3 separate regions of the Sus scrofa genome follow, and regions 1 and 2 are each linked to region 3. A link is a contact called in public Hi-C and HiChIP or PLAC-seq data. All regions are on one chromosome and are shown on one strand. Each heading gives the region's core, a stretch centred on a gene start, on an enhancer-like site or on the middle of the called end of the contact. The rest is flanking DNA. Distances are from core to core; before and after follow the strand shown.

Region 1 (2,700 bases), core at 171-2,670, 80 kb after region 3:
TGCCGTGCTGGACAATGCAGATATAGAGCAGTTCCATCATCATAGAAAGTTCCATTGGATGGATATTCACAGGGCCTAAAGGAAGTGAAAGGAGGGGAGTTTGGGTGGACTAGAGGGTGGGGGTGTGGTCTTTGGTGAAAGATACAGATCCCGGTCTGAGGGACGGGGTTGGGAGAGAGAAGAGATGAGCCCCAGGCCTCAGACATGGTGCAGATCACAGCAGCAAGCTGAGTAGTGGCCCCCAAGGTGTCCACATCCTAGTCATATGACAAAAAGGATTTTGCAGTCAAGTGAGGGATCTTGAGATGAAGAGATTAGTCTGTATTATTTTTCTGGACTCTAAATCTAGCCATAGTGTCCTTATTATATATGGAACAGGTAGAGACCGGGCTAGAGAAGAGATGACAGTGTGATAACAAAAGCAAGATGCCTTTGCCACTGGCTTTCAAGATGGAGGAAGCAGCCCACAAACCAAGGAATGCAAGACTGCAGTTCTAGAAGCTGGAAAAGGCAAGGAAATTGCTTCTCTCCTAGAGCTTCCAGAAGAAGCACAGCCCCCTTGATTTCAGCTCAGATCTTGGACATGTGACTCCCAGAACTTTAAGAGAATGAATGTATGTTGTTTTAGGATACCAAGTCTGTGTAACTTGTTGCAGCAGCAATAGGAAACGAATGCAATCCCCAGCTAAAGAGTCACTGACAGTGACCCCCTGAAGCTCATTGGGGGAAGCGATGGAACATTCTAGAAGGCGAGACAAACTTCCCCACAGGAAAAACCCAGGGTGAAGTGGATATATGCCAAGCTGATGAACTATGACCAGGTGAGGCACCTCAGAGTGAGTCACTTTAGCCGCTGAATATGCAGGCTGAAGCTTCACCAAGGATTCAACACCCACCAACAACATTAAGAAGAAGCCTGAATTAGAGTTCCCGTTGTGGCGCAGTGGAAATGAATCCGACTAGGAACCACGAGGTTGCGGGTTTGATCCCTGGCTTTGCTCAGCGGGTTAAGGATCTGGCATGGCCATGAGCTGTAGTGTAGGTTGCAGACATGGCTTGGATCCATTTTCGCTGTGGCTGTGGTGTAGGCTGGTGGCTGTAGCTCCAATTAGACCTCTAACCTGGGAACCTCCATATACTGCGAGTGCAGCCCTAAAAAGCAGGAAAAAAAAGAAGAAGAAGAAGCCTGATTCTTCCCGAGACTCCAGTGGCCCTCTGGGCATCTTAGATTTTTTTTTTTTTTTTCTGAAAGCTTTCACTCTCTCATTTGTCTGATGAAACCCAGAGCAGAGCCATAACTTATTTCTGGTTTCATTACTAGTGAGAGGACAGGGTTAAGGCCAGAATCTGGACCTTCTCCCTCGCAATGGAGCCCTCTCCCCACTGAGCAAACTGGGAGGGAGGAACTCAGTTCCACAGAGGCTGGAGGGACGATGGTAACGAAAAAACGAAAAAACGCTTTACCCAGGAATTGCAGTCGACCACGTGCGGCAATATTGGACTTCACCTGTTGTGCAACATCAGACTTTGTTTTCTCCTTTTTCCTTTTTCATGAAACTTCCCTTTCTTACCCAGACGCCAGGGAGCCCATTTCTGCTTATGGGACCATCCCGTTGGGGTTTCTCTGGGTTTCTGGGTGGGAGGCAGGAGCCACCACCAGACACCAAGCCTGTATTTTCTGCTCTCGTGCTGCGCCTACTTCCCCCATTTTCCTCTCCAGCAGGGAAGGAGCCTGTTTCCTCATGCTCTGGTTTATGCAAACTTTCTGTCCTCTCACTACCTCACCCCAGTCCAGAATCTTCTGTCATGTTCCCATGACAGGCATTTTCCTCTGAAGGGTCCAGAAGCTGAGCCAGCAGAAGCAGGAGCAAAGGATGCACGCTGAGCAGCGGATGCTGAAAGAAACCACAGCTCTGGAGTTCCCGTTGTGGCGCAGTGGAAACAAATCTGACCAGTATCCCTGAGGATGAATGTTCGGTCCCCGGCCTCGCTCAGTGGGTTAAGAATTCTGCAATGCTGTGAGCTGTGGTGTCGGTTGTTAATGTGGCTCAGATCCCGCGTTGCTGAGGCTGTGGTGTAGGTAGCTCTGACTTGACCCCCTAGCCTGGAAACCTCCATATGCCTCGGGTGAGGCCCTAAAAAGAAAAAAAGAAAAAAAAAAAAAAAAAAAAAAAAAAAAAAAAAAAAAGAAGGAAAGAAACCTCAGCTCTTCCCAAGGACCAGGCCCAGCGGCCCCACGGCTGTCCTGAGCTGCTCTGCATACTCACCTTCCACAGACCCAGGGACCTGTCCCCTGTGTGTCTGCTAGTTGTCTCTACCCCTTCTCCTTTCGAACACCTCTCCTCCTGGGTTCCTCTTGAGTCTAAGCAGACAGGAAAATGGAAAAAATGCAGGAATTGAGAGGCACATCTGTGACTGCTTTTCTCTACCTCAAAAATAATTTCATTTTTAGGTGTTCCCTTTGTGGCTCAATGGATTAAGAACCCGAGTAGTATCCATGAGGATGCGGGTTTGATCCCTGGCAGCGCTCAGTGGGTTAAGGATCCAGCGTTTCCGAGAGTTGTGCTGTAGGTCACAGATGGGGCTTAGATCCCATGTTGCTGTGGCTGTGGTGTAAGCTGGCAGCTACAGCTCTGATTCAACCCCTAGCCTGGGTACCTCCATATGCCACAAATGTGGCCCTTAAAATAAAAGAAAAAT
Region 2 (2,700 bases), core at 188-2,687, 75 kb before region 3:
GTTAGAAGTGCCGTTTGCCTTGAGCGCCCCAGACTGCCCATCAGTTGGGGTGTCACACAGAGGGCAGGTTGCTACACCTGCAGAATGCAAATCCCTGACCTTTGCTTCTGGCTGGTGGCAAAGCTGAAGTCTTCTCAAGAGCACCGTTTGGCTGATCCACGCTTTGGGGGGTTGGTTTCCTGCTTGACCTTCCCGAAGGGCCCTGAGACACCTCTGCACACAGTCCCACTGGGCCTCAGGCAACATTTATGAAGACCAGGGGCTTCCTGAGGGTATGAGGGCATATTGCAATGGTGTGTGTGACCCTTGCTCCCTGAGTGTTTACACAGGCAGAGTCCGACCAGACTGTATGCCAAGGGTAGCTTTAGGGAGAAAAGAATGGGGCAGCTGAAGGCAGGTAGGTGGAAGACCTGAGTGTCTTAGTTGCTCCCCTGTCACCAGCCTTTATAAATGATGGCAGAGGAAGGGGTAGGGAGTGGACAAAACGAATCCTGTTCTCCATAGGTCCCAGGCATCCCGTGGCTTCAAAATCTCTCAACTCCTTTTCTCATTTCTACAGATTTTATTTAATCCTAGGCTGGGGGATGGAGACAGAAATGCTAAAATAGCACTCTTGGGCATCCCACTGGGACTTGTTTTGGTTGCCCTGATGGTCCCAGCAATCCATGCCGGACACTGCGAGCAAGGCCTTGTGGGTTCAGACTCTGCGTTCCCGGGCTTCCCTCATCCCTAGCCTCCCTCAGCCCGCCTCCCAGACTCCCCTCGTCCTGCCCTTTCGGGGGAACCTATGGCTTTTCTCCTCCTCATCACGTTTGTTCACTCCTGTCTCTTCTGCTGCTTCCTCGGCTCTTCCTCCTAAGTGCTCACACCTGCTCTCCATCCCGAGGACCCCTGATGTAACCTTGACCCAGCTTCCTGAACCTGCCCGACCAACCCCAGAAGGATGTGGACCACAGCCCAGCTCCACTTACAAAGGAGGGAGATTAAGGACAGCAGCTCTGGGTGCAGGAGCGGAGAGGCCCTGGGGCGGGTGACAGAGATCTGACAGTATTCTCAGCGTCACCTCGCAGCATGCCAGCTGCCCCATTTCCCCTTTCTTTCGGCTGCCCTTCAGGGACGGGTGGACTCACTCACTTTCCTGGCCGCGAAGAGCAGAAGTAGTGGCGAGGATGAGGATGAGGAGAAAGAGGGAAGCCACGGAGACCTTCATCTTCTCGAGGGGGCAGTTTAGCTCCAGGGCAGGGCTGAGCGGAGGTGGGCTCCCTGCTGGTCCTCCCTCTGAGCCCTCAGCTCTCTGGACTCTGACCGCTTCAGAGCGGGTGGAGGAGGAGAGACAACGGGCCTCCCTGGGTGTCTGCCCAAAGGGAGGGTGGTGGAGGGTAGGGGCTGGTGCAGAGGTGAATTCAGTCAGATTTGAATCCGTGTGAAGGAAAAAAACGAGTGGAAGGGAAAGTGTGAGCATGCGCCGTGTGTCAGCACCTCGCACGCCCTAATTCGCTTAGTCCTCACCGCAGGGAGGAGAGATTCTCACTCCCCTTTTAAACAAATTTAACTTATTTTTTATTTTCTTTTTTCTTTTAGCCCCACACATAATGGAAGTTCCGAGGCTAGGGGTCAAATCAGAGCTGCAGCTGCTAGCCTACACCGCAGCCACAGCAACTTGGGATCCGAGCTGCATCTGCGACCTACACCACAGCTCATGCTGGATCCTTAACCCACTGAGTGGGGCCAGGGATTGAACTTGCATCCTCATGGATATTAGTCGGGTTCTTAACCTGCTGAGCCACAGTGGGAACTCCTTCACTCCCATTTTGCAGAAAGCAGGAGAGCACAGACTGAGGCAAGGGTAGGGTTTAGTGCCCTCTGAAAAGGATGTTCCCCCCACCCCTCCCAGAACCCATGATTGAGCTCACTTTTGTCACAGGTTATGTAACTAATAGTAAAAAAAAAAAAATCCTGATCCTTGGTCCCCACTTGTTGCTGAAGTGTTTGGTTTATTTGTTAATGTTCTCATTTATCTCTTTGGACCTTGGACTCAGAACCAGTTTTAGGTCTAGTTGTCTGATCCCTTCTGGGTGCCCGCTGTGTGGGTTAATCGGATCTGCCACTGTGACCAGCAGAGGGCGCCCCAAGACTCCAAGCCCGAAAACCTGCTTCTGAGACCCAAAGTTCTAGCTTCTGCCCTCGGGCTTTGGCTGAGGCTGGACCCGTCCCTCAGCATCTTCTCTCTTCAGACTGCCTCAGGACCCCGTTTCAGATTGGAGGCAGCGTTCAGAGAAGAAATGAAAGAGAGATTTTGCCTTTGATGGACTGTGAACTTCTGAAGCCTGAGGGAATGTTTTGGGAGATCAGAGCAGAGGGAGGCAGAGCAAAACAAGGACTATGAAGATCCTTATGGGGCTTGCTGATTGGCATGACTGCTCATAAATAGGGAACACATATGATGCAATTAGTCCTGGTGGGTTCAAGGCAGTTAATGGTGGTGAAACCGTGGCTTTTTATGAGGGTGGGGAGAGTGTGTAGGTGGGACAGCACTTGACCTCTGTTCATGGAGGCGATGAAGTTCGAGGAAGCCTGGCTGTACCTTTAGCTGCAGGCACCCTCTTGGGCCTTGTCAGTGGAGGCTGGAGGCCAGGGAAGGTGGTCGTTGTGCCTACACTGGGAGTGCTCTTTCTCTAAGTTCACAGAGTGCCTTGTTGA
Region 3 (2,700 bases), core at 191-2,690:
TCCACCCCTGGTTCACTGGCCTCCCCTTCTTAGAGCACTTACTTTAGAAAGCTTGTAATTATAAATTCTTTCTCCACCCCTTTGAAATACATATATATCTTTCCAGACTCTGACCAGTTTTCCCACCCAGGAACATCTTTCTCAAGGACTTGGGAGGCATCCTTTTGAAACGAAGTCATTAGGGAAGACAATACCACTATCTCCCAGTCTCTGTGGGACAGTGGGAGCCTAACTTCATTGGGTGCCGAGCAGCAAACTCAGATGCCTTAATCACAGAGAAAAACATTTGCAAACTCAGGAATAACTCAGCGTGCTGGGCACATCCCATTAGTCAGCCCCCCCCCCAACAGTACTTTTCCACTAGTTCATCCGAGTACTTAAACATCCTCCTGTCTTCTGTTTCAGTGGCTTTGAATTCATTCTCTCTCCCTTCTTGCAGTAGTCTTGAATAAAGTCTTGCTTGCCTGTTCAGCTTTGTCAGGTGCAATAGTTTTCTATGACACTTCAAGTCCCAATGGTGGGAATGGGTGGGTTTAGGGCATCTACTTACAGCAGCTTGTGGCCTGATCTTCACAACCCCTGCCCACTTCTCATTCCTACTTTCTCCACCTGCATTCAGAGCCCAGAGCCTTGAACCTCCACTGCTGCTGCTGCTTTTTTTTTTTTTTCTTCTCCTTTTTACAGTCACAGCAGTAACCATAGCCGCAGCAGTGACAACACCACATCCTTAACCTGCTGGGCCGCCAGGGAATTCCTGCTGCTGCTTCCTGTGTGTGTCCTGGGTTCTGGCCTTTTCTATTACATTTGATCTGTTTATAGTCCTCTGTTCATTTTCCATCTTCCAGAAATTTAATGAAAACTCTATAGACTATTGATTTTCCCTCCTGTCCTGCCCTCCTTGTCTTTGGTTTCTTCAAAATGATGACTTCAATAGGATTTGGACAGGAGGACTTCTGAATGTGAGAGTTCTATCTGCCATCTTGAACTGAGCACACCCCTAATTTCCAACCTGGCACCAAGTGTCCTTTTTCTTTGTAAAGAGATCTTTGAACCCAAATTCCTGGCCAGTTGATAAGAACCTATCAAAATATCAGGAAAAGCAAACAATTACCTACTTCTACCAGTAGTGAATAAACTAGTAGCAAAAGAAAATAATCATGGCTAATTCAGCATGTACTGCTTTTCCCAAATAATGCAGGCTTATTAACTTCCGGAAAGCCACAAGTAGCCCCAAAACCCTCAAGGCAATTGTAATTTGTCCCCATTTGAAGATTTGCTGGTGAAGTGCTAGAGCCACCCGCAGGCCATTTATCCACTTAATCATTTCTTCATTATTTGTTGTTGAGTAAGAGGGTGGAGAGTCACATGGCCAGCCACACGTGGCAGGCACAGAGCTAGGCTTCTGGAGGGAAAGCTGCAGTTCTCAGAGCTGCTCTCTCCTAGGGAGAGGCGTTATTGGGCCAGGCACCACTAGGGGCACTATGGGGTGCCTTCCAGAGACATACCCTGCACTGAGCTGCTGCACAAATTTTTAGGGATGTTAGAAGCAGGGCAGGGAGAACCAACAGGTCATGTCATGATGGGAGCTTTCTGGACTGGTCTCTCTGGGGAGAGAGACAGATGGAGCTTAGAGGCTGGTGGCTGAGGGAGGTTTGGCTACCAGAATAGTCATTACCTTGTCCTAGAAGGTAACTATTTTAAGCTCTGTGGGCCACACAAAGTCTTTGTCACACCTGCCTGGCTCTGTACTTGTAGAGCAAAAGCAGCCATGGGCAACGTGAAAACCAACAGGTGTGGCTGAGTTCTAACACAACTTTATTTACAAAAACCAGGAGCAGCTGGATCTGGCTCCCAGGCTGTACGTTGCAGACATTTAACCTAGAAGGCTGGTGGTAGGATCCTATGGACCCAGCTCATTTTTATTTTTTATTTTTATTTTATTTTATATTTTTTGTATCTTTTTGCATTTTGTCCTTTTTAGGGCTGCACCTGTGGCATATGCAAGTTCCCAGGCTAGGGGTTGAATCGGAGCTATAGCTGCTGGCCTACACCAGAGCCACAGCAATGCCAGATCCGAGCCTTGTCTGTGACCTACACCACAGCTCATGGCAATGCCGGATCCTTAGCCCACTGAGCGAGGCCAGGGATTGAACCTGAAACCTCATGGTTCCTAGTCCAACTTGTTAACCACTGCGCCATGACAGAAACTCCCAGATTTCGTTTTTAGAGTAAAGGTCGGGGTGGGGAGATGCTGTCTGGGCCATCAGCAAAAAATTTGCCTCTCCTAATCCAGTGCTACTTGGTCTCATGGGGTTGACTGTATTGTGAGGGAAGAAAAACATGAAAGAAGGAGTTCCCATCATGGCTCAGTGGTAATAAACCTGACTAGAATCCATGAGGATGCAGATTCTATCCCTGGCCTCATTCATTTGGGTTAAGGATCTGGCATTGCTGTGGCTGTGGGGCAGGCTGGCAGCTGCAGCTCTGATTCGACCCCTAGCCTGGAAACCTCCATATGCTGCAGGTGTGGCCCTCAAAAGACCAAAAAAAAAAAAAAAAAAAAAAAAAGGAAGAAATAATCATGTATAATAAATACCTAATTACAAAGTGGGATAAGAGCTGTGATAGATTAGTTACAAGATTTTATGAAACAGTTTGGAGACCAGACTTGTATTAGGGGTTCATGGAAGGCTACTCCAA

The links. A called contact is a pair of places that touch in the nucleus more often than the background predicts. HiChIP or PLAC-seq counts read pairs in DNA pulled down with a chosen protein or histone mark.
Region 1: an H3K27ac HiChIP or PLAC-seq map of alveolar macrophages shows a contact between it and region 3. The contact joins two enhancer-like sites. A contact is called at or near these places in 2 of 47 Hi-C or Micro-C datasets (alveolar macrophages and liver) and 1 of 2 datasets of contacts at active chromatin or transcription factors (alveolar macrophages).
Region 2: a contact with region 3 is called in a Hi-C map of liver, with 5 times the contacts expected there. The contact joins the promoter of CCL16 here to the enhancer-like site in region 3. A contact is called at or near these places in 1 of 5 promoter capture datasets (liver), 9 of 47 Hi-C or Micro-C datasets (blood, liver, omental adipose tissue and 2 more) and 1 of 2 datasets of contacts at active chromatin or transcription factors (alveolar macrophages).

Annotation. Positions count from the first base shown.
Region 1 is chr12:39,462,426-39,465,125 of Sscrofa11.1, reverse strand. No RefSeq gene overlaps it. Among named protein-coding and RNA genes, the nearest start is that of CCL4, 17 kb to the left of the region's middle. Within about 2 kb of position 1,420, at least 5 of the 83 cell types and tissues checked have an H3K27ac peak or open chromatin away from gene starts, as enhancers often do. A contact at or near this core is called in alveolar macrophages and liver, where this site is marked.
Region 2 is chr12:39,616,924-39,619,623 of Sscrofa11.1, reverse strand. CCL16 (C-C motif chemokine 16) reads right to left here and starts at 1,437. Exons shown (of 3, transcript XM_003131714.4): 1 at 1,135-1,437. The coding sequence starts at 1,210.
Region 3 is chr12:39,542,426-39,545,125 of Sscrofa11.1, reverse strand. All of the region lies in intron 3 of LOC100515857 (C-C motif chemokine 3), which reads left to right. Among named protein-coding and RNA genes, the nearest start is that of CCL3L1, 52 kb to the right of the region's middle. Within about 2 kb of position 1,440, at least 11 of the 83 cell types and tissues checked have an H3K27ac peak or open chromatin away from gene starts, as enhancers often do. A contact at or near this core is called in alveolar macrophages and liver, where this site is marked.